Regions from separate parts of the Mus musculus genome. Here regions 2, 3, 4, 5 and 6 are each linked to region 1. Evidence: chromatin contacts called from public promoter capture Hi-C data. All regions are on one chromosome and are shown on one strand. Each heading gives the region's core, a stretch centred on a gene start, on an enhancer-like site or on the middle of the called end of the contact. The rest is flanking DNA. Distances are from core to core; before and after follow the strand shown. Region 1 holds the start of Mbnl3 (muscleblind like splicing factor 3). Region 2 holds the start of Utp14a (UTP14A small subunit processome component). Region 3 holds the start of Aifm1 (apoptosis-inducing factor, mitochondrion-associated 1). Region 4 holds the start of Rbmx2 (RNA binding motif protein, X-linked 2). Region 5 holds the start of Mospd1 (motile sperm domain containing 1). Region 6 holds the start of Fam122b (family with sequence similarity 122, member B).

What was found. Promoter capture Hi-C pulls out the DNA fragments that hold promoters and counts their contacts.
Region 2: a promoter capture Hi-C map of erythroid cells shows a contact between it and region 1, with 37 times the contacts expected there. The contact joins the promoter of Utp14a here to the promoter of Mbnl3 in region 1.
Region 3: a promoter capture Hi-C map of erythroid cells shows a contact between it and region 1, with 31 times the contacts expected there. The contact joins the promoter of Aifm1 here to the promoter of Mbnl3 in region 1. A contact is called at or near these places in 2 of 39 promoter capture datasets (embryonic stem cells and erythroid cells) and 1 of 9 other capture datasets (pancreatic islet).
Region 4: a promoter capture Hi-C map of erythroid cells shows a contact between it and region 1, with 29 times the contacts expected there. The contact joins the promoter of Rbmx2 here to the promoter of Mbnl3 in region 1. A contact is called at or near these places in 2 of 39 promoter capture datasets (erythroid cells and pre-B cells).
Region 5: a promoter capture Hi-C map of pre-B cells shows a contact between it and region 1. The contact joins the promoter of Mospd1 here to the promoter of Mbnl3 in region 1. A contact is called at or near these places in 2 of 39 promoter capture datasets (erythroid cells and pre-B cells).
Region 6: a contact with region 1 is called in a promoter capture Hi-C map of erythroid cells, with 65 times the contacts expected there. The contact joins the promoter of Fam122b here to the promoter of Mbnl3 in region 1.

Annotation. Positions count from the first base shown.
Region 1 is chrX:51,203,949-51,207,648 of GRCm38.p6, forward strand. It overlaps Mbnl3 (muscleblind like splicing factor 3), which reads right to left and starts at 2,042. Exons shown (of 8, transcript NM_134163.5): 1 at 1,826-2,042.
Region 2 is chrX:48,255,352-48,259,051 of GRCm38.p6, forward strand. It overlaps Utp14a (UTP14A small subunit processome component), which reads left to right and starts at 1,583. Exons shown (of 15, transcript NM_028276.1): 1 at 1,583-1,617; 2 at 2,989-3,064. The coding sequence starts at 1,592. Gm39511 (a long non-coding RNA gene) reads right to left here and starts at 1,441. Exons shown (of 3, transcript XR_882302.1): 1 at 1,385-1,441.
Region 3 is chrX:48,511,834-48,515,533 of GRCm38.p6, forward strand. It overlaps Aifm1 (apoptosis-inducing factor, mitochondrion-associated 1), which reads right to left and starts at 1,730. Exons shown (of 16, transcript NM_012019.3): 1 at 1,403-1,730. The coding sequence starts at 1,505. It also overlaps a transcript of Rab33a not described here.
Region 4 is chrX:48,693,183-48,696,882 of GRCm38.p6, forward strand. Rbmx2 (RNA binding motif protein, X-linked 2) reads left to right here and starts at 1,822. Exons shown (of 6, transcript NM_173376.3): 1 at 1,822-1,938; 2 at 2,138-2,253. The coding sequence starts at 1,934.
Region 5 is chrX:53,368,452-53,372,151 of GRCm38.p6, forward strand. Mospd1 (motile sperm domain containing 1) reads right to left here and starts at 2,108. Exons shown (of 6, transcript NM_001290514.1): 1 at 1,971-2,108.
Region 6 is chrX:53,268,030-53,271,729 of GRCm38.p6, forward strand. Fam122b (family with sequence similarity 122, member B) reads right to left here and starts at 1,776. Exons shown (of 9, transcript NM_001166365.2): 1 at 847-1,776. The coding sequence starts at 944.

The DNA.
Region 1 (3,700 bases), core at 792-3,291:
TTACCTACACGTATGGAAAGGCTGTGGGGGTCAGAGGCCAGTTTAGAAAGAGCAATTAAGAACATCTAGACGAAAAGAACTCCCTAAAACCATTGGAACAAAATATTCACATCTATGTGTGTGTTGTGTGTGCTTACTTATCAATAAACAGTGTCACATAATCTACGTGTGCCGAAACCAACAGCACAACTAATGGCCTACGGTTAAACTTCAGTAGAACCCGTGTTTTAATGTCATTTTCTTATCACAGAAGCTTTTTTTTCCTAGTGCTAAAAACTACAGCTGCCTTTACAATCCTTCCCTATAATGTAGAGCCATCATGCCATTCAGCTCCAGGTGGTAAAAGCAAGCTGCCCAAATGTATTCACACAGGGAGGGAAGAGATGCAATGCAGTTCTGCGGCCCTGCTAAGGCATCCCATGGAAATGGGAAAGTTAGTTAGAGAAAGCGTTTGCTAATGACAAGCCATGCAGGAAGTTCCTTTATGTTAAAAAAAAAAAAAGGAAAGGTGGGGGTGAGAGGAAGGAAAGAGTAAACGAGGAAAATCAAAGGAAAAAAGAAAAGAAAACAAACAGGGAAAAAAATAAACCCACGCAACAAGTTGCAGTCAGTGTTAAATTGCCTTGTTTGCGCGGGAGTAGAAAAAAAGTTTTAAAAGCAGCGCATTTCATCGGTGTCCTAGCAAGGCAGCCAGTTTCCTAAACCCAAACTCATCCGCAGCCTTACCTTCCGTCGCTAGCTCAAACCCAGAGGCTAAGGGGCCCCTGTTCTCAGTGGCAGCAGTAGGGGCAGAGGCAGCAACAGCCGCACATGCCATCTGTTAGCGGGAGAAGCAAAAAAAAAAAAAAAAAAAAAAAGCAGCGCTGCGCTGCGCTAGGTGGCCCCGGTGCCGGGCGAGCCTTTAGCAGGGGTGTATAGTGGATGCCGCCATTTTAAAGCGAGGTTCCTGAAATCCTTAGATATAGGCAAATTAAAGCTCGCCCCACCTCCAGAACTTCAGGGCTGGGACGTGCTACCGGGCCCCGAGTCAGCGGCAGCGGGGTGTACGGTGTCAAGTCCAGCAACACGCGCTGCGAACTCCGGGGACCAAGACCACGAGCCCAGAGGTGCCATCCACCTCCGCCCCCACCCCACCCCCGTCCCCAGGCCCCCACGCTTTTGCCTCAGGCCTAAGGAGACCCTAGTTTGTGGGGTGCCCTCGGTAATGGGGGAGTCCCCCCAACTCGGCCGGCTTGCTAGGGGAGGGGCCCGGGAGCACGCCCTCCCCACCCCCCGCGGTCGCCACCGCTTGGTTCAGTCCACTCGGAGCACACCTCCGAGCGCCCCAGCTCCCCAAGCCGCCGCGGCGCGCGCGGGCGGGCGGGCCGGCGAGCGGGCAAGCGGGAGGGCCGGCCGGGGCAGGCACGGGGCTCCTGCCGCCGAGGCTCGTGGTTGCTGTGGCAACCGGCCCTCATCCCACCCCCACCTCATCTCCCCCAAACTGGGGCCCCTAGTTAAAGGCGTGCCCTAAGTTCTCCCCGGCACCCCTCCACCGTGCACCCCCACAACACACACACAAAAGTCCCGCATCCCTCCCCCCCGCGCTCCCCCGGGCTGACCCCGCTGGCTCTCACTTTAGCGCTCGGCCATTCGGGAGAGACAATTCGGATTTTAGGCGCCCGCAAGGCAACTCACGCCAAACTCCTGGAGTCGCCGGCAATCGCCGCCCTCAGCCGCCCCGGACCGGCCCCGCCCCGCCTGGCCAGGTAGCGCCACTCACCCCGCCTAGCCGTCGCCCCTCGCCGCCACTGCCACGGCCACCGCCCCCGCCACCGTCCAGCCTCACCTCTCCGAGTGAGCGACTCCAGCGGCGTCTCGCTGCGAGGACGCCACGCGCAGGAACTCCCCCGTGCGGCGCTCGCTGCCCCGATTCCCGCGCCCCGGCCCGGGACCGTCTTCCGCCTCCTTGCGGCTCGCTCGCAAAGAGCGCCAAAAAGTCGCGCTCCTGCTCGCGCTCCGACTGGGGGCACTTTCTTCCTGTAGGACGCACTTGCGTCGTGAAATCTCGTCTTTGTGAGAGTCGTACCTTCGCGCTTGCTTTTCCCGAGACTGCTGGCGTGGGCTTTATTCTCAGGGGGTGTGGCGCCTCCCCCCACCCCACCCCCAAGCCCCCAGCTTGCACAAGCCCTCGCCGAGAGTGGCTTTTGTCATTGCGTTATTAAGTATGTGTGTGGGAGGGGGGATGGGGGCAAATCATAACGTTCAGGATGTTCAGAAGCAAAGCCGGCGGGAAGCATGCACACGCCACCCGGGTCGGGAGCGCGAGCCGGCTCTAAAGTTTCTAGAGCTTCAGTGACTACAGTGCCAACTAGACAGGCAATTGTAATGCGAAGCTATAGGTTTCTAGACACTCCCGAGACAGGTGAGGTGTACTAGAAAAATTCCAAAATGACTTTGATCAATACGTATTTCAACTCGTGGAGGGTGAAATACTTACCGTTTGCCTTCCGGGGTCTCCTCCCTTCCATAAAACGCCAGATCTTTTATTTCGCTCCAAAAACTTGAGAGAAGAGAACTGTTGATCAGAGGAAATGCTTCCCCTACTGCAAGGGAGTTTACCGGGTAGGAGGAGCCCTGAGGTAGGGTTCCAGATACTTCTGAATGGAAAATGGACAAAGCAAAGGCGGTTTTATACTTGGGTTTTAAAGTGTGCATCTGGACATCTAAATTACAAGTTTCAATTTAATGCGAGCGTAATAAGAGCACCAGCTGTCTCTTAATTGGAGCCCCACAATAATAAATGCGTGCTTTTATTTAATTTTATGAGGACAATTGTAGATGATAACACACACACATGCAGGATCGTCAACGAGGATCTCGTAGCAATTCATGGCTGCTTTCCTGCATGCAATCAACTGCTTCAGTCTAGAACTCAGCTCTATAAGCTCCGCACAAAGTGCAGAAGCATTGCAGGGCATATTTAAGTGGCAGTTAGGTTGTGGAGTGAAGTGAATTCTCGGGCTAATTATACTTTTTAATTCTGCCCAACTGATCCAAATAGAATTCAGCTCATTTTAGGCAAGAAATCAATCTCTGTGTGTTAAATGCAAAATAATCAGAGTACGACAGCAATGGTTAGAAGACTGGGCACAAACTGCCCCTCACATCATTAAAATCTGCAATGGCATTTGGCAAGAACTGGGAAAGTCACCAGGACAATGTACAGGGATCATGTCAAACACTTGAGAGTTATGGCCAGGATCCTAACAAGTCAAAATAAGGACTTCCTGGTTACCTCATGAACTCCTAACTACTTCTCCCACGCCTTCTTTCATACTTGCCAAAGTCCCTGCACTACTGTAAAAAAAAAAAAGTCAAACTTGTCTGGCATATAGGAAGTGGTTTTGCCAGTCCACGAGCCACCACCAAACTAAAGAGGTGTTGGTTACTTCGAGAGACTGGAAGACAGGCAAGGCAGTATAACTTTATGCCCAGTGACCCAACAAATGAGGAGCTGTCATGTCAGTGACTCAACAAAAGGAGTCTTTATACTAAACTTGGGCAACACGGGTCCCTCACCTCTGTCCACCACTGCAATCCAAGACTCCTGCGGGACCCACAGGTTTTCCTAATAACCACCCACACAGACAGGCCCACTTTCACTGTTGTGGAGTTGCTAGAACAATTATTTCCTTAGGAATGTGCGGTACACTTCAAGGAA
Region 2 (3,700 bases), core at 333-2,832, 2.9 Mb before region 1:
TTGAAAAACAAAAAAACAAAAAACAAAACAAAAAAAACAAAAAAGAAAGAAAGAAAATGGAAGAAGATGGTCATAGAGCTACCATCATAGAGGATACCAGGAGAGAGCAGTCAGGGAACTCTGGGCTAGAGTTTTAGCAACATTTAAAATTGACTGGGAGGGGAGCAGTGAGCAGGATGTAAAGTAAAAATAAATAATTTTTAAAAAATTGTCCTTAAGCCCACTGGAAAATTGTGTCTATGAAACCATAGAAAATATCTGCTTTGTTCAACAATGTATCAATAACTCCTAAAAACCTGGCACATAGTCAATGATTAAAAAAATTTTACTGAATGAATAATGAAAAACAAAAACAACTATCAAATCCCATATTCAATTCTGGGACCACAAAGACTAGAAAGTATTATTTTATTTAAGAATTTTAGAGCATTGCCGATTACCATAAGAAATTTCAGTGCAACCGTTGGAGAAAACAAAATGGAAATGACCTAAAAGAAATGGCAATAATGTTTTTATGCAAGAAGTCTCAGGCTGGTCAAAAGCATTTGACACCCTCCCCCCAACCCTGACAACCTAAATTTAATCCCCTGCAGCCAGATGGTGAAAGGAATTCCTACAGGTTGTCCTGATTTCCGCGTGTGCAATGGCATGCGTACACACGCGCGCGCACACACACACGCGCACGCACACGCAAATGCACTCACACACATAGATAGGTTTATTATTTACAAATTATGCCAGACGTGGTACCACAAAAGCATGTAATCTCAGCAGGTCGGGTGCTAAAGCAAGAGGATCACCAATTTAAGGCTAGCCTGTCTCAAACAAGAAAAAAAAAAAAAAAAAAAAAAAAGCAAGAGTTGAGAAACTGCAGCCTCATGCCTGTGCTGCAAGCAGTTTACTAGTGAGCTATGGACCGGATAAAATAAGATTGTGTGTGCGTGCATGTGTGTATGGGTCCTACTATGTTGCACCGGATGGAGCAAGAAGAGATCTTTCTGCCTCATAACACATTCTCGAGTGACATTTTCTTGTATAGGAAAAGGGGACAATGAGCTGTAATCACAGGTACACCGGCTCAAAAAGAATTTCTCTTCAGATGGATAGAAACTTGCTACGTTCCCGTCCCCTTGATCTGGCAGGAGTCCAACACAGTCTGGGGCTGGCCAGTCCAGAGCTGTGCGACAGAGTCCAACGGGGCCTGGCCCTGGAGGCTTTGTTTTGGTTTGATTGGTTTTGGTTTTAGCTCCGTCCCTGACAGCGCAGCACCCTCGCCCTCACCACACTAATCTCGGACCGCAAGAAAACCGAATGCCAGGGAACCAATACCGCCAACCTAAATAAAAACCTCTCAGAAGAATGGGGACCGGCAAGTCCCACCCACCGGCAGTGCGGACCAACTGGCAGGCAGCCGGCTTTTCCATCGACCAATCCTGGAGCGCCTACAATACTTTGCAAGCCTCCCCCTGGGCGGAAATGACGCGCGTTGTCGCGCGTGATTAGCGGAAGCAAAATTTGCTTTGCGGCAGGCAAGGAGCTTGCTCTCTCTTTGGTTTCCGTTCCTGACCCATGTGAGTTACCGGCGACAGCGATGAACTCTATCAAAGCTACGAAGGGGTAAGACGTAAAAGGGAAAGGAGATTCCCGGGTATTTTTGAGGGCTGAATTTCCTGTATTTAGGGAAGTGGAAGCCGAACTGCTGTTTGTTAGAGATTCGCCTCCCCAAACCCTGCCAGTAGTTAATGTATCGGCTAGGAATCCTAAAGTCCCTTAATTTAAATTGGCTTTGCTCCTCAGTTTCTCGGCTCTTAAGTTGCATCGCTGTTAGGTCTGATGGTCGTCCGACTCTTGGCAAAGTTACTATTGATTTCCCTTTATTTGTCACGTGCGCATTTTCTGCCTCTGCCACGCGCAACATGCGCCGTCTGTGAGAGTGCCAAGTTGTGCCAGACCTAACAGGTATTTCATGTTACCCCTCAACGTTAGAAAAATCTAAATGTAGTCGCTTTGGTAATGTTTGCTTAGTAAATACCGAGATCCACTGTTAAGTAATAGTAGGTTTTTCCTAAATTCTAATCACCTTAAACACCCATTTATACAGTTGGTTTCAACCATTACCCTACGTCCTCAGTTATGCGAACAAATTATCAAGATTACATTTTTAATAAGTTGCACTTAATCAAGGCACCTGACCGGTGGGAGATCCATAGAAGCATTAATAGAATGTTTTCGAATGTTTAAAAGGTTTCCCAGTTGGTGGCGGCACACGCCTTTAATCTCAGCACTTGGGAGGTAAAAGCAAGCCAATCTCCAAGTGTGAGGTCAGGCTGGTCTACAAAGCGAGTTCCAGGACAGCTAAGGTTACACCGAACAACTCTTGTCTCAAAAAATAAAATAAAATACACGTTTAAATAGTTAATAGGAAACTGCCTTTGCCTCAAAAGACAGCAGTAGCGTCAGTGGGAAATTGAAGCATAGTAAGTAACAGAAGTGCAGGGTCAGCCACTAACCAGTGTTGTCTTTCCCATGCCGATATTGTCATCTTGGAAGTGATGCCTGACCCCCTTCTAAAAACACTTTAACTAATTACCTTCTGTTTTGTTTTTTTGCACCTCTTCTCAGATAAGAATACTCAGAACTGAGCAAACAGATATTTGTTTAGATCAATAGTTCTCCACCTTCCTAGTGCTGCTCAACCCTTTACTACAGTTCCTCATGTTCTGGGGTTCATGACCACCTCCCAAAACATAAACCATAAAATTACTTTCCTTGCTTCTTCATAACTGCACTTTTGCTACTGTTATGAATTGTAACATGAATAATGTCTGAAATGCGGGATATCTGACACATGACCCATGGGAATGGACCTTTTGCCCCCCCCACACACACACACACCCCTGTGGGTTTTGACCCACAGGTTGAGAACTGCTGGTTTAAAAGAAGAGTTATTTCATGTGCTAATGTTTCTGTGTTGCCTTTTTAAAACAGCCTTCTGGCTTTGAGCCAGCAGGATGATCTAATGGATTTGACAAGCAACTACCCCTTGAGTGCCAGTGAAGATGAGGTAGGTGACAGCTGTTGAACGGATTCAAAATTAGGGTGAACAAAACACTCCTGGAGAGGAAAGGGGAATAAAAATGTGTGCGTGTAAAGAAGGTTACTAAAACTCTAACATATGCTATCTTTTTTTTTTTTTTTTTTTTCTGGTTTTCAAGGCAGGGTTATACAGCTCTGGCTATCCTGGAACTTGATCTGATGCTATCTGAATTTTAAACCTATTCCCCTGACAAAACTACTTACATTGTTTTTCCTCTTTCTCTGTGAACTATTTTAATACCAACACATGGGAAGCAGAGCCTGGTAGCTCTCTATGATTTTGAGGCCAGCCTGGTCTAAAAGGCAAGTTCCAGACTAACCAGGGTTACATAGTGAGACCCTGTCTCAAAAAGGGTAGTGGGAGTTTTCTCCTGGGGGGAGGGGAAACACTTCGATAACTGTGGCTATGAATTGAACTATTTTTCAGTGTTTCTGTATGAAAAACACTTTTTGTATCTTTTTTTTTTTTTTTTTTTTTTTTTTTTTTTTTTGGCTTTTCGAGACAGGGTTTCTCTGTATAACCCTGGCTGTCCAAGAACTCACTTTGTAGACCAGGCTGGCCTTGAACTCAGAAATCTGCCTGCCTCTGCCTCCCAAGTGCTTG
Region 3 (3,700 bases), core at 480-2,979, 2.7 Mb before region 1:
AGAGGTGGCTTTTTTTCTAAAACAGAAATTCTTAAGTTCCAAGAGGTAACTGGGATAACATTGACTTTTTTGAGATGGGCAACTATATAGCCGTGACTGACTTAGAGATTCCTATGTACACTAGGATGGCCTTGAATTCTCTGAGATCTGCTGCCTCTGCCTCCAGAGTCCTAGGATTAAAGTCATATGTCACCATACCCAGCAGATAACACCCATTAAGAATTTTTTCTTGACATGTACGAAGTGGACAAACTATCCAAACACATTTGCAAAGGTCCTAACAATCAAAAAGTATTTCCACTTCTTATTCCTAAACTACAGAAAAGGCATCTGAACTTCAAAAAAGACTCCAGGGTAACATTTGATATTATAAATGTAATTACACTAGGATGATGATTTTTTAAAATGTTGATTTAAAAATACACCTTGGAGATTGTGGAGGGGGGGCATTCATTCCCACAAATCTGTATAGGTAGAAAAGATGATGACTCAAACCATGCTCAGATAAACCCATGGATATCAGAAGCACAATGGGCTAATTAGTGGAAAGAGAAGCGAATTCATTCTTAACTGTTTCAGGTCAAACTTTAGGAAGTAGGATTGGCGTGTAGCAATAGGATCAGGGGCCTAGAGACTAGCAGAGTAGCTTTAGCTCTACCTACTAATTATGTGACCTTCTGCAAGTAATTTCACCTCTTTGTTCCTCAATTTATTATCCATAAAATGAATGGGTTGGTGTTGACCACAAAATTCCTTCCAGCTCTAAAGTTTGATGAGACAACTTCCCAGAGAACAAATAGAGGGGGATCGAAAAACGTTCATTGAAGCGTGTAAGCCCACCACCAGGAATTCAACTATCTGGCCATCTCAAGGCAATCTGAGCTAATTCTCTTGATATCTGACATACAGTTTCTACTGGTGATACACCATTGCCACGTCGTAGGACAATCAAATGTACAGCTCTCACGTGGAGTTTTGGGAGGTAAAGCAGATAATCTGAGTTCCAGGAGAAACTTGTGACTGTGTCCCAACCACTAAATGACAACATCCATCTGACCTCAATGCTTTAAAAAAGGCAAGGTGGCAGAGGATGGGCAATATGGTCTGTTATAGCCAAGCGTTCTGTTATCCCCAAATCGCAAAGCCTCCCAGAAGAAGGCCTCATGCTGATTTCTGGGGTTCAAATCTCTTGAAGGTCAGGCCGGCATAAGTATGCCTATTCCTCAGCTTGGAAACTCTTGGGTTTATATCCCGCCAATTTGGAGATTCTTGAGACTGTGAAAGAAAGTTCTTTTTTTTTGAAGGACAGGGGAGCTCTGCGAGGGATGGGGAGCCCATGGCACCTAGGCCATTGGACTTTGAAGTAGGATAAGGGGTTGCCTGGGACAGGTCAGCTAGTCACCTGGAAGCCGGTTCCTCTGTTTCGGCCTCTGGACGTACACCGTCCGCACCAAGGGCACCAGTTTCTGCTTGAAAGCACCCGCCAGGCCTCCACACCGGAACATTTCGGCGATCACTCCTCGGAAGCTCCCGCTCCTTCCTTTTCCTTCCACGCACCGTCGAACGGGTCGAATACCACGGGCTCGGGTCCGCTCCCCCTCCCGTCACACGCACACTACGCAGGCTCCTCCTCCCAGCCCCGAGTGGACATTGGATAGAGGAACCGGCCCACTAGAGCCAGGGGGAAAGGCACTGAGGCTGGAGACCCACTGCGCAGGCGTAAGACTCAGCACCGCACTGCAATTGGTCCCACAGCGAGGAGGTCGGCGCATGCGTCCGGCGGCACGCGCGCTGCAAAGCCCCGGGCCCCGCCTCCGCATTTGCAAGTTTCCCAGAGTTAGCGGCCCTGTAGTAGGTTGAGCCGCTTAAGAAACCTGGACAAGGGACACTCCTGCCCGGAGGCAGCGGGTGGGGCAGCCGCTGTGTAGGTAATGGGGACTGCTAGCAAAACGGTCACCAAAACTGACCTGAGAACTTTACTTTCTGGTTTGTTTTTTGTTTTTTGTTTTTTTTTTTTTGTGCGTTTTAGGCAACTAGCTAGCCGGCATTTAAGCCTTTCTGAATCTCTTTCTGTGATCCAATTCTAGTCTTTCCCCCAGTCTTAGTCATTACACCCGACTTCCTGAATCCTGAATAAATTCCATCCATGTTTTAAAACTAACTGGCCATTTCTTGAGCAGCCCGGTTTGTTCGTTTGTTTGTTTTTGGTTTCTTTTTTTTTTTTCGGAGGTGGGGGGGAGGCGGGATGGAGTGGGACGTGTACTTCACGTGTTATATCTCCGTTATCACTGTCATATGTATCAAGTGTTGTGGATAGTCTCGCGCTATTATGGCTTTCGTGCTTGAGAAGAGAAAGCTGACAAAAAAGTTTGTGCCTGACAAATTTTCTGTGAAAGAAATTCTAAGCAGGACTTAGAAAGTTGTGGGAGATACAGAGTGAGAACTGAGAGAAAGTAGATATTTTGCTCTCCTGTGGGAGTTTTGAATTGCAGATTAAGTATTTATGGAAACTGTGTGTAGTGGCCTAACACCTGAACTCCCAGACACAGAGGCAGAGACAGAGACAGACGGACAGCAAGGAAATTTGAGGCCAGCCTTGTTCATATCAAGCCTGCCAAGGCTTCCTGGTGAAGATGCCCTGTCCCTTATTATGGAACAGTACTATATAGAGGCTTCTGTGGATATAAAAACATGGAAAGTGATCACTGTAATGGGATCTATTGTCATTTAGATGATACCTATCACAGAGCCACTGCAAGGAAGGAGTTTGGGACAGAGTCACTAGTGGAAGAGAAAGAATAGTATTTCAGAGGGTAAATGCATTGAGGCCAAAAGTAATATTTTTAGGGTTTAAACATATTGACCTCCATAAACATATTTCTCCTCCATAAGGACCTAGGTTTAATCCTGCCTCTGCTACTTGGACAAGTCACCCAGTTGGCTTCAACTGACCTGGAGACAGTTGGACTTAAGGATGAAAAGCTATAAGCCGGGCATGGTGACAATACCTTTAGTCCCAGCACTCGGGAGGCAGAGGCAGGTGGAATTCTGAGTTCGAGGCCAGCCTAGTCTACAAAGTGAGTTCCAGGACAGCCAGGGCTACACAGAGAAACCCTCTCGAAAAACAAACCAAAACAAACAAACAAACAAACAAGGATGAAAACCTACAGTTTCTCAGCGCATGGAACTAAATTAGGAATTAGAGACCAACCTGAGCAACATAGACTGCTTCAAAACACTGAAAGGCTGGGAGTATAGCTCAGAGGCAAGATGTTTGCTAAACATTCCAAGGTCCTCTTTTCAGTTTGAAGCAGCACACAGCCCCTATCCAAAGTTTAAAAAAAAATCAGAAATAAAGTTCAGTCTATTTTCAGGAAACAATAACAGAAGACTTGCTGTATTAGGAAGTAGTGATAAGGAATGCAACTGCATCGCAGCCAAACTTGAACTGTCAAATGAATTTGAAAATGATGAAATTCCTTTTTTTTATATATATCTTGGTGGAAGGGAATGACTAAAGCATAATTTAGGAAGTTTAACCCAGGAAGCAGGATTCATTGCATGAAAACACCCAAAGTTTCATTATCTGTTCAGCAGATTAGATCAGTGTTTAAAATCGCAAGTCATGAAGCCAGGAGTGGAGTCATATACCTCTAATGACCGCACTTGGGAGGCAGAGAAAGGCAATCAGGAGTTCAAG
Region 4 (3,700 bases), core at 572-3,071, 2.5 Mb before region 1:
ACAGAAGAGGAGAAACTTTCCTTGCTGGGCAGCTTTTGCTTCTTGCCGGAAACTGGTTGTAGCTTGAGCCACTTGATGGGACACTTAACATCATCAAAATGCTATTATGGATGGCCTAATATCTGGTGCTCTGAATAAGGCTCTCCTAGACTACTCATCACTCATCTCTGGACCTTCACTTTTAGAACATTATGGTTCATGACCAGATGCTGATAGAGACATATGCAGGATGAATGAAATCTTCTATATGGGGTAATATCACACATTATGTGTCATCATGTTTTCTCTTTGTTAGGTAGCTAGACAGACATTAGTAAGTTTGGAGGATGGGCCCCTCCATTAGAATAATCTTTCCTTTCTTTAAGGTTTAGAATGCCATATGTAAAGGTGGAGGTATCAGAGCCTTGTTAAAGCTCATTAAGAGAAAGTTACTTCCTCTTGTTAAAAGAATGGATTCTGAGTTCTACCTCTGGCCCTAATGATGGAGACGTAATATTCTGATCAGCCTCAAAAGAGAATATTACATGTTGTCTCTTACCTTAAGAGTTCCATACTGCCTCTAACCACAACATTTGGGAGGCAGAGACAGGTGGATCTCTGTGAATTTCAGGCCAGCCCGCTCTACAAAGTGAATGCCAGGAGAGTCACAAGCTCTATAGTGAGACCACGTCTCAGGGGGAAAAAGAGAGTTCCATGCTTCTGAATTGGTAGAATAAATATTGTGAAAATGGGTATACTTCCAAAATTAATTTGCAGATTTCATGCAACACCTTTCAAAATTCTGATGTATTTCACAGGTTTAGAAAAATAACACAAGAATTGATATGGAACTACAAAAGACAATAGGTAGAAAAGAAATCCCAAGGAATAAGAACAATGCTGATAGCATTATAGGACCTGACCTCAAATTTTACTATAGACCTATAGTCATAAGGACAGCCTGGTATTGCTATAAAAGTAGACATTAATATCAATGAAATAGAATAAGAGAATCCAGAATAAAATGCCAAAGCTATTCCTATTTAATTTTTGACAAAGGAAGCAAAAACATATATTGGGAAAAAAATAACCTACTTAAGAAATATGCTGGAAAAACTGAATTTCTATCTGAAGAAGACAGAAATTATGTGAGTGCAAGTGCCCACAGAGGCCAGAGGAGGATCTTCTGAAGTTGGAGTTGTGAGCCACCTGTTTTGGGTGCAGGTTCTCTGGAAAAAAATCAGCAAATGGTCTTAACCACTGAGCCACCTCTCTAGACCTTCAAGCTAATTTTTTTGAAGCTCAGTTTTTTTCCTCTGTAAAATGGGGATGGTAACTGTATTTCATGGGGTTGTTGGGCGGTCAGCCTGGTCTACAGAGCGAGTTCCAAGACAGCTAAGGCTACACAAGGAAACAAACAAGAGATTGAATGAAAAATGCAAATGGCAGAAAGTGAGCCGCCCCCTGGGAGGCAGAGGTTTAGGGTAGGGGCAGGGTGAGGAGTGCTGGGAGGAGCCAATGGTGTGAGCCTTAGCCTGGGGTTTGAGATCTAACAGAGATAACGTGCATAAATTGTCTCTCATTCACAACCTTTAAGTTCTCTAACTCTTTAGTTGATAGGTACTAGTTTGACAATGCTAATTTTTGCCTGCTTGTTTATACGTGGGCATTTAATTCCGACTGGCAGAGGAACACAGGGTCCCCCCATCGCTCTCCATCAAAAAGGGGGCGGGGACTGACTTGGGAACTGTCCCTCCACAGGAGCGAATGCCTGAGAAAGCACCTTCACCTTACTGCGCAGGCGCCAGGGCTTAGCGGGCCGGAACTTCCGGCGGAAGTTCCGCCTCGCGGGCCCCGTGCTCCAATCTGAGCTGGGTGTTCGGGTCGCGGGAGCGCTTTGGAGCCTCACCCGGAAGCTGTTGTCGTCTGAAGCGAGCCGCGCGAAGATGCGAATATGAAGTAAGGATTCTGTTTCTCTGCGGATAGGGGCGGGAGTGTTCTCCGCGGAAGGGAGAGTGGCTTGAGGATGGCCGCCCAGAAAGGGCGGGGACCGGTCCTCGCCCTCCGGGCCTCCGGGCGGGAGAAGCTCGGTAGGGAGAGGGCGGGCTGGGAGGAAAAGTACTTATCGCACTTACCGGCTTGCCTGCCACCCGCGCAGCCCTCTGACTAAGGTGAAGCTGATCAATGAACTGAATGAGCGAGAGGTTCAACTTGGAGTGGCGGAAAAGGTGTCTTGGCACTCGGAATACAAGCACAGCGCCTGGATCTTTGTTGGTGAGGTCCCCATTTTTCTCCAGCAGTGCCTTTCAGAGTCCGCCCCGTCCCTTCCCCTCCCCTCCCCATCCCTCTCCATCCCTCTCCCCTCCCCTCCCCTCCTCATCCCTCTCCTCTCCTCTCTCCACCCCTTCCCCTCTCCTCCCTATGCCCCCTCCCCCGGTTATTTAGTGCCCCTGGTCATCGCTTCTGAACAAGCTCATCACCTCACACTCTGGAAGCTCCTCTGCTCACAGGTCCACTTTTCAGTTGCCTTCAGCGCTTCTTAGAATTGGTATTTGCCTTTCATTCTATTCAAAACCTTGCTACTTGGCTGCTCAGAGACAGTTCATTCCACAGTCAACCTATCACGATGTCAAAGAAACGGAGGCGCAGACAGGTTACTGGACTTGCTTAAGGTCACATGCTGCAGCACTTCAAAACTGTGGGGCTTGTGCTCTTCGTCACGGTCACATACCGATCGTGTGTGTGTCTGCCCTTCCTCACAATGATTTTTCTCCTCTCCTGGGCTTCTGCTCCTAGTCCTTAGCTGTACCGTGATGTACCTGGTCAGACATTAGCTGGATTTGAAGACATTAAGGCTTGATTCAAAATTAGCTTTACTCCGGCTGAACATTTGAAAGGCCACCTGAAAATGTGACAGGATCAGGGAAAGCTACTTCTGATGAAAAGAATAGAGTCTGGAGTACACCCCTGGCCCTGGGTAGATACCAGGACATTTTCAGGAAACCTACATGTTACATACTAGTGTGCCCCTTCCTTCAGACATAATCCAACAGAGCTTTAAGTCATCTGGCCAGTAGACACCTGTCAGGAAAGCTCAGTCACCGCCAGACACGCTAGGGACACGGGAGGGAAATGATCCCCAGTGCAGGTGGTGCTGATGTCCGCCCTAAGTCTACCTGCTGCTCTGAGGCCTCGCTGAGCCCCACCTCTCCCTTTCTTTCTGTTCTCTGGGTGCTGGCGGAAATCCTGAGCCTGCTTGCCCCTAACACGCTGGGCTTTCTCATCTCACATCTAAATGTTTTCCTGTCCCTTTGCGGCTACTGCTCTGTCCCCATTTTTGTGCACTCCTGCTTGCTCCACCTCCTAATTCTGAAGGCATGGCTGCCAACCCTTCTGTAGCTCCCTCCTCCCTCCTCCTCCCGGTAGCTGGCGAATCTTACACCTTGCCTCCCTATCAGCTCTCCCTCAAATGCTAACACAATGGACCTCAAGCTTGCCCTTTAGTCTGTTTTAGAATTATTTTACCAAGATTAGAGACTGAGAGCCTTTGTAAAAGGGGAACTCTTGAGTCTCTGGGGACAATATTACCTTTCGTGTATTCTCTTTATGTCACAACCAAAATCCCGCAGTTTGCCTTTTGAAGGGATTGTGTTAAGCACTTTATATGCCTCATTTTAGTTTATTTCCATAATACTCCTGTGAGGCAAATATGTTAACGTCC
Region 5 (3,700 bases), core at 858-3,357, 2.2 Mb after region 1:
GATTAAAATGTTCTCAATTTTCTATCTTAAACCCTCTCTTTTTGCTTTTGTGTGTGCATACATGTCATGTGCTTATATATGTATGTATGTATGTAGCTCTGGCTGTCCTGGAACTCACATGCAGAACTCCAGAGACTATCCATCTTATCTTGAACCATTTTTTTAAAGGTTGGAGGAGGGTAGCAATATTTTGAGACATCTCACTATGTAGACCTGGCTAGCCTAGAACTCACAGAAATTCACCTTCCTACTTCTGCCACCTGAGTACTGGAATTAAAGGGCTATGCCAATACATTCAGCCCAGTGAGTGTCTTTATTAGGCTTAAGGAAGGAATGGGATGGCTTTTGTAGTTTGTTTTATGTTTTCAGATGGTGAATTTGCATGTAAATCCTCTATGAGAAAAAATATAAAATATCTGAGACTAAACATGCCTTTGCCTATTAGTACTCTACTATAGAATATTGCACATTACACTCAAGTGTGTACTACATGTAAAGGGGGTCTACCAAAACCCCCTTTAAATTTGAAAAATTCGAAAATTTCAAGTGTCCTGGCACGGCAGGAAACCTCTATTGCACTGTGAGTTCTACATATCCCTCAAAAACCAGTTTAATCTCACATCCTGTTTGAGAATACGGACTGAAAAATTTTAAAGACACATTTGGCCATGTTTCCTGTTCTCCAAACTTACCACCGATCTATACCAAATATATGAAATATACGTGTAATTGAAAAGCTGGCTGTCTACTCCTTACTCAATTTCCTGACTGTAGTATTTTATACACAAAGAGCTTTCCTAATACTTACAGGAAGTGTGGACAAGATTTTCGTCACTAAGAATGTATTAAATCCCATGTGTGCCTTTCCCGAAAAGAGTAGACTTTCTCCTGTCTGGAATTCACATTAAAAACAAAAAGTGTTCCAATAGAACAGGACTGCCTTTTAGGCAAAATTTAGGAACTTGAACTTTTTTTCAGGGTTACTTTCTCTTAAAATGTCCTTAAAGGACAAAATACTAGGACCCTTTGCACTTCTTACTTGCCCTGTGGCTTTCCCAAGTGAACTTTCCTTCCATTCTACTAGCACAGCAATGCTACTTCAGTGAGAGAAAGACAAATGTCAGTTACTTTCCCCAGAGGGAAACAGCAGAAGATTAAGGGCTGAGGTCTAGGGAGGGGCTAAAACCTTCCTGCCTAAGACCAGCCCCACCTGCTTGGGGCCCAGCCTTTACAGCCCTATCTCCACACTACCCGGCTCCATGTGAAACTGGTCATGTGAGCCTGTTTACAGCTGAGCAGCTGGTGCAACCATCAGGATCTGTGCAGAGGTCCAGGGAGGGGTAAGGATACAGGCCACTTACCTCCTTTCTCCCCTATGTAATTCCAAGAAGATACTTGCTTCGACCACCAACCACCCTCCCTCCCAGTCTCTCTACTTTCCTTCATGCCCCTTCAGGCAAAGCCATCCTGGGACGCCTGGCTCCGGTCGCCCCCCGCCCCGTTTCCGTCCAGTTGCTCGCGGGGGGGAACGGCTGAACTGCAGGAAGGGCGAGGACAGGGTCATCCCAAACTAGGTAGTCGACTGACTTCCCTCCCACAGCCCTCCAGGCAATGTCCGCCAAAGAGTTGTCCCTAGAGCTGCATCCCCAAGGCAACTGAACTCTTGTCGGGCAGGCAGCGGGAGGTTTCGGAGGCTGCCTTCGTCTAGGCAGGGGTAGCTACACAACTCTGCTGGCCCTGGAGACCCTGCAGAAGGGCCACCAACAGTCCAAGAACGGTGGACCCGCTGCCCGGTCCCCGCCACCCACCTTAGCCCGGCACTGAACAGCCCTGCTGTCAGTCACAGAGCCAAGCTCTGGCTACGGGTACTGGCATTGTCTACACCGGAGGGGGAGGTCTCAGCCATGTAAGTTCCATGTCTTCCCCGCAAGTCAGAGAAAGTGGGTGACGGGACATTGAGGGACTCTCACCTCAGCAACACTGGCTCCTCGGAAAGCAGCTGCGACTGCTCCCTGCTCCTTTGTCAGAGTCTCCAGACTGCACTGCCTGCTGGGATATGGGAGGACTCGACTGCCACCTCTCCCCGCCCAGGAGGATGAGTCGCAACTGGGGGGTGGGTGAGAAGAGGAAGGAAAGGCGGGCCCGGGGCGGGGTCTAGCCGGGGGCGGGGCTTCTGTGTTGCCACCTGGCTTCTGGGGTTTCTTCCTTCTCTATGCTTCAAACTACTTCCTTTGTCCTCTGGCCGCCCCTCCTTTTCCTCCGCCCCCCTCACCCGCCCCCAGAGGATTAGAGGCTTTCTCTGAGTGCAATCTCTTTGCACTCATTTGGTGGTGACCTTTGACGTCTGCCTCATTCACTCCTCTCCCCAACTCAGAATGCATTCCATACAATGAATACCCAAGGCTTGTGACTCTTCCTCTGAGACTCTGTATTAAGCACTAGCTCTCTTTCTCCACTCTATCATCGGCGCAAAGCAGACTGTTCAGGATTTGTTCATGCTGCTACAGTAGCTTCCTATTTGGATTCATTCTTTCTACTGTTACTTTGTCTAAACTATTGCCCAGACAGCAATCCAGTTGGCTCAGTCTAAGGTATAGGTGACCCTGCTGTTCTACTTAAAGCTTTTCAAGCCTGGCATGGTAGAACAAGACTATAATCCCAGTATTCAAAGGCTGAGGCAGGAGGATCCTGAGTTAAGACAAATTTGAGTTACAAAATAACAATTGACTTTTAAAGGGGAAATCTCTATTCTCAGGTCTGTACTCTATTCTTAGAGTCTTTCAGGCAGGTATGCTGCTACAGGGCTTTAATCCTAGCACTTAGAAGGGGAAGCAGTAGATCTTTGAGACTGAGGCCAGCCTGCTTATATATGAGACCCCATCTCAACACCAAGCAAACAACAAATGAGAGAGAAAAGACTTTTCGGCTAGGAACAATGGACAACTGTTAAGTCAAGCACCAAAGGGGCAAAGTCCCAAAGACCCCAAGGACTTCATATCTCAGCAGCCTGGCCTACCTAGCAAGACCCAGTGTGCTGGACACAAGACAGCCAGGATAGAGAAACCCTGTCTCAAAAAAGAAAAGTAAATGAAATGGAAAACACTTCAAAATTCAAACTTAATTATGTTCAAAAAGGAACAATACGGTCCAAGGGTACCCTCTGCACAAGTATAAGACCCAAAACCTTCCTCATTACTCTTAATCAATGGGTCTATAACAGTAGATATCACTTGGGCCCTAGGCTCTGAGACCTTTACTCACAGACTTTGTGCAATGCTCTTATCTGTCTTTTGAACACCTATCTTTCAGGATCCAGGGGAAATGTCACTTTCCCAACTAACCTTTCAGAATCTTCCATAAGAACGACATGTCTTATTTGTTTGTCTGAAACGTGGCCTGACTATAGCGCTAGCTGGTCTGACACACGTTATGGAGGCCAAGATGGTTCTAACTTGCAGTGATCCTCCTATCATGCTGGGATTACAGGCATGTACCACTAAATCCACCAGACGCTTTCATAAAAACTGTTGACCCCTATTCTACTAGCAAAGAACACTGCTAATTCTGTTTTGCAATTCTTCCTGATATAGGTAACCATGTCCTATTCCCTCAGAAGAGGCCATTGCTTCCAGCATCGTGCCCCTTCTACAATACATTCGTATATGTACTGGCTAGTTTTGTGTCAACTTGACACAGCTGG
Region 6 (3,700 bases), core at 526-3,025, 2.1 Mb after region 1:
TTGAAGAAAGGTTTGGGGCTAATATTACTCCCATCCTCTGCTCTGTCCTGAATTAATGCCCTCTCTGTGGGGTCTCGAAATTGACCTCAGAAGAATTGTCTACTTACAAAAGTGGAATACAATAGTTCATTTAGGCGAGCCAACCAGCCTTCACCATCACAAGCTTCCACCTGAAACTCCCTGCTGTCTTGTTCATACAAAAACACAATATCTTGTCACTAAAATTAAAGGAGTGATTTTCCCCATTATTTTCTCAAACCTGTGTTTGACTGACTTAAGCTAGAAACCTTCTCTCTCTCTCCTTTTTTTTCCATTATAACGCATTTCAGGCAGCTTCAAAAACTATAAACACTGTAACAAATCCAAATCACTTAACAGGATACGACCACACCATGGAATCCCAAGTTATTAGATAAACTGTGATTTCTTAAAGCAAACCTCTGTTAATGCCAGGGTTCCTAAACTCAGCTTAGAAACAGCACCTCTTAGAGACAGGCGTCAAGTTACAAGCCTAATTCAGGGGATTCAGCCTGATTTGCCCTGATGGAAATAAGCCAGGGCAAGCAACCTGTCAGCTGAGCCAGGTTTCTACTACGTACATTCTCTTTTAGAACTGCACAGCAAGGCCCCCCCAGGTACAGGGAGGGTCCCTTTCTCAGACATGGCCAGAGTGTGAGGTCAAACTTTCCCTCCATCTAGGAAACCAAGTCACTATTAAGAAAATAAGACCTCAACCCCTCAGTTTGGAGTCTAGATGAACTCGAACTGGCACTTTCGGGAAGGAAGACTTCTTGCCCAGGGACAAACCTCTGATCCCCACACTCCGTCCTCCCCAGTCCAGCTCACCTGAGCACATGGATCAGGGGAGCACTGTTGGACCGTCTCAGGGTGGCCCCCTCAGATGTGTCAGCCTCAAAATCCAGATCCATTTTCTCCTGAGCCATTCGGATACTTGCTAGGCAACACAGCCGGCAGTGCTCTCGGCTCCTGGTGCTTTGCTATGGACTCACTGCAGGACTGAGCTGCTGGGGACTGGCAGCTGGGGGCGGGGGCTAATGGGCGGAGGCTTGGGAGCGAGGGCGGAGAAAAGTAGGAGAGGAGGATGCAGATGAGGAAGGATGTGGAGGGCGGGCGGAGGAGGATATAGAGCTGGTGTTGGGAGGGTGACAGGATGAAAAAGGGGATGGAGGAAAGACAAAGGTGGGAGAAAGAAAAAGAGGCACAGGGGTTGATAAAGGATAGATGGAAATGCAGGGCATAGCACTAATGAAAGAGCATAGAAGTGGGAAAGGAGGAAAAAGGTCAGGGTGAAGGGGCACAGGGATGGGAAAAGAGGAGGAGGGAGAATGTGGAAGCACAGGAGAAGAAAGGGGAGGAAACTAGGCAGTGGCAGAACTCAAGCTGTCATTTTTCCCGCCTAGGACCGCAAGCGCGGCTCGGCTACATTTACAGAGGCTGCCTTTGCAGCGCTAGCAATGAGGACTTGACAGCTGGCCAGGCGGCCTCGGCTGCCCCACCTCCACATGCTCAGGGTCTCTGTCCAGTCCGCCATGCTCTGGGCCCCGGTCCCCGGGGCCCCTCAGCGCAGGGATGGCGCTTTTCACTCCCTGGTCCCTGCCCGCCTGCACGACTCAGAAAAGGGATCGGCCCTCTGCACCACCGCGGCGCTGCTTCTATCTCTTATTGGCTCTAATGACCCGCGGGACCCTCTGGAGCTCAAATTGATTTCTATAACCTGCCGCCTCTTTTGCCTCCCACGCTTCAGAAATGGGAGCCTCCGAGGGGCCAGCTCTTCCGCATCTTGTCGCCCATTGGGCACTGCGCATGCGCCTTACGGCTGCTCCAATGATCCTGGGGCCAAGGCGCAGGCGTAATAGCCTCTCTCCGCAACCCGCCTTCAAAGGGGCGGGGCGTTTCCAGGGGGGCCCAAAATCTTCCTGCGTGGCATTGGTCCGGGAACCCTGGCGCCGTATTTCGAAAAGAGCCAATAGTTTGGAGACTGAAGCCTCAGTTTTTAGTAGTTTGGACTAATATTCAAGTGAAAGCGATTTTCACGTTATTTCACTACAAATTTGTATTCTGACCTTTGTGATCCACAGGCACTTTAAATATTTTTTTATGTGAAAGTCTTTGTGTGGGAATATGCGCGTGCGTGCATGCGTGCATTCCCATGGAGGTCAGAGAGGTCATTGGATCTCCTGGAGCGGCAGTTGAAGGCCGTTGTGAACTGCTCAACATGGGTTCTGGGATTAGAACTCGAGTCTCCTGTAGCAGCAGCAAGCACCGTTAACCTCTGAGCCATCATCTCTTCAGCCCCCCCCCCCCTTTACTAAATTCCTCAGCTCCATTAGACAAAAATAAAAGATTTGTTTTCTTTCCAAGGCTTATGGAGATTCTAGCAATCATAATATGATGCATGTGACAGCTGAAATTAATTTTAAAAACATTCATGGCACTTACTACATGCAAGGAAGTATTATAACAACTGAAAAAATATTAAATCATCTCATCTTAACCACACAAATATCTCTTCCTAGATACTTTTCAATCACCCAAAATTACAAAGTATGGGAAATATAATAGTTACGAAATTGGTTTGAAAATTAGCAAAACAGGGCTAGAGAGATGGCTAGAGAATGTTTGAGAGCTCTTGTTGCTCTTCCAGAAGACCTGAGCTGAGTTCTCAGCATCCATCTCAAGCAGTGCTTAAGCGCCTATAAGTGGTTAAGAGCATTTGCTGCTCTTGTAAAAAACAGGAGTTCAGTTTCAACCATCCACGTCTGGTGGCTCACAACCACACTGAATTTCAGCTCAAATGGGTCCAATGTTCTATTTTAGCGTGCGTGCACACACACACACACACACACACACACACACACACTACTTTTTTTTTCTATCTAGCAAAAATAATTTTCTCTTCAATTTGGTTGCTCCATAATAAAGTTAACCTATACAATTGTCATTTTACACCTCAACATTTATGCTTTCTGATTATAAAATGTGAATTTGTGTATTTATTTGTTTGTTTTGTGTATATGGATGGTATGGCCCACATCTGAAGCTAAATAAACAACTGGAGGAAGCCAATCTACTTCACCATGTAGGTCCCAAGGGTTAAACTCAAGTTGTCAGGCTTGTCAGGAAACTCCCTTATCCTCACGATCCATCTTGCTGGCCATATTGCGAAGATGTACAAAGAAGTTTTGGATAGATTCTCTATTATTTTCTTGGTAAAAGTTATTTAATCGTGTTTACTCTTTAATTGAGCTGATTGAAAATTTAAAATTTAAAGACATTAGGCAAATTAAATTTATCGGAGTTTATTTAACCAAAGAAATGACTCATGGTTGTGCAAAACTCTGAACTAGTAAAGATTCACAAAGCCCCTCACAACAACCATGTCCTTCTGTTTTCCAGCTGCATTAAAAACATCTCAGTAGTAGGGGCTAAGGTGGGAGGATTGTGAGTTCAGGTCTGCTTGAGTTACATAGAAAAAAAATCTGAAACTTTCTTAAATAAAACAACACAAACAAAGAAAGATGAACTCTCTAACACTGCATGCTACTCTGAGACAAAAGGATGGACCATCTAGAGACTGCCATATCCAGGGATCCATCCCATAATCAGCCTCCAAACGATGACACCATTGCATACACTAGCAAGAATTTGCTGAAAGGACCCTGATATAGCTGTCTCTTGT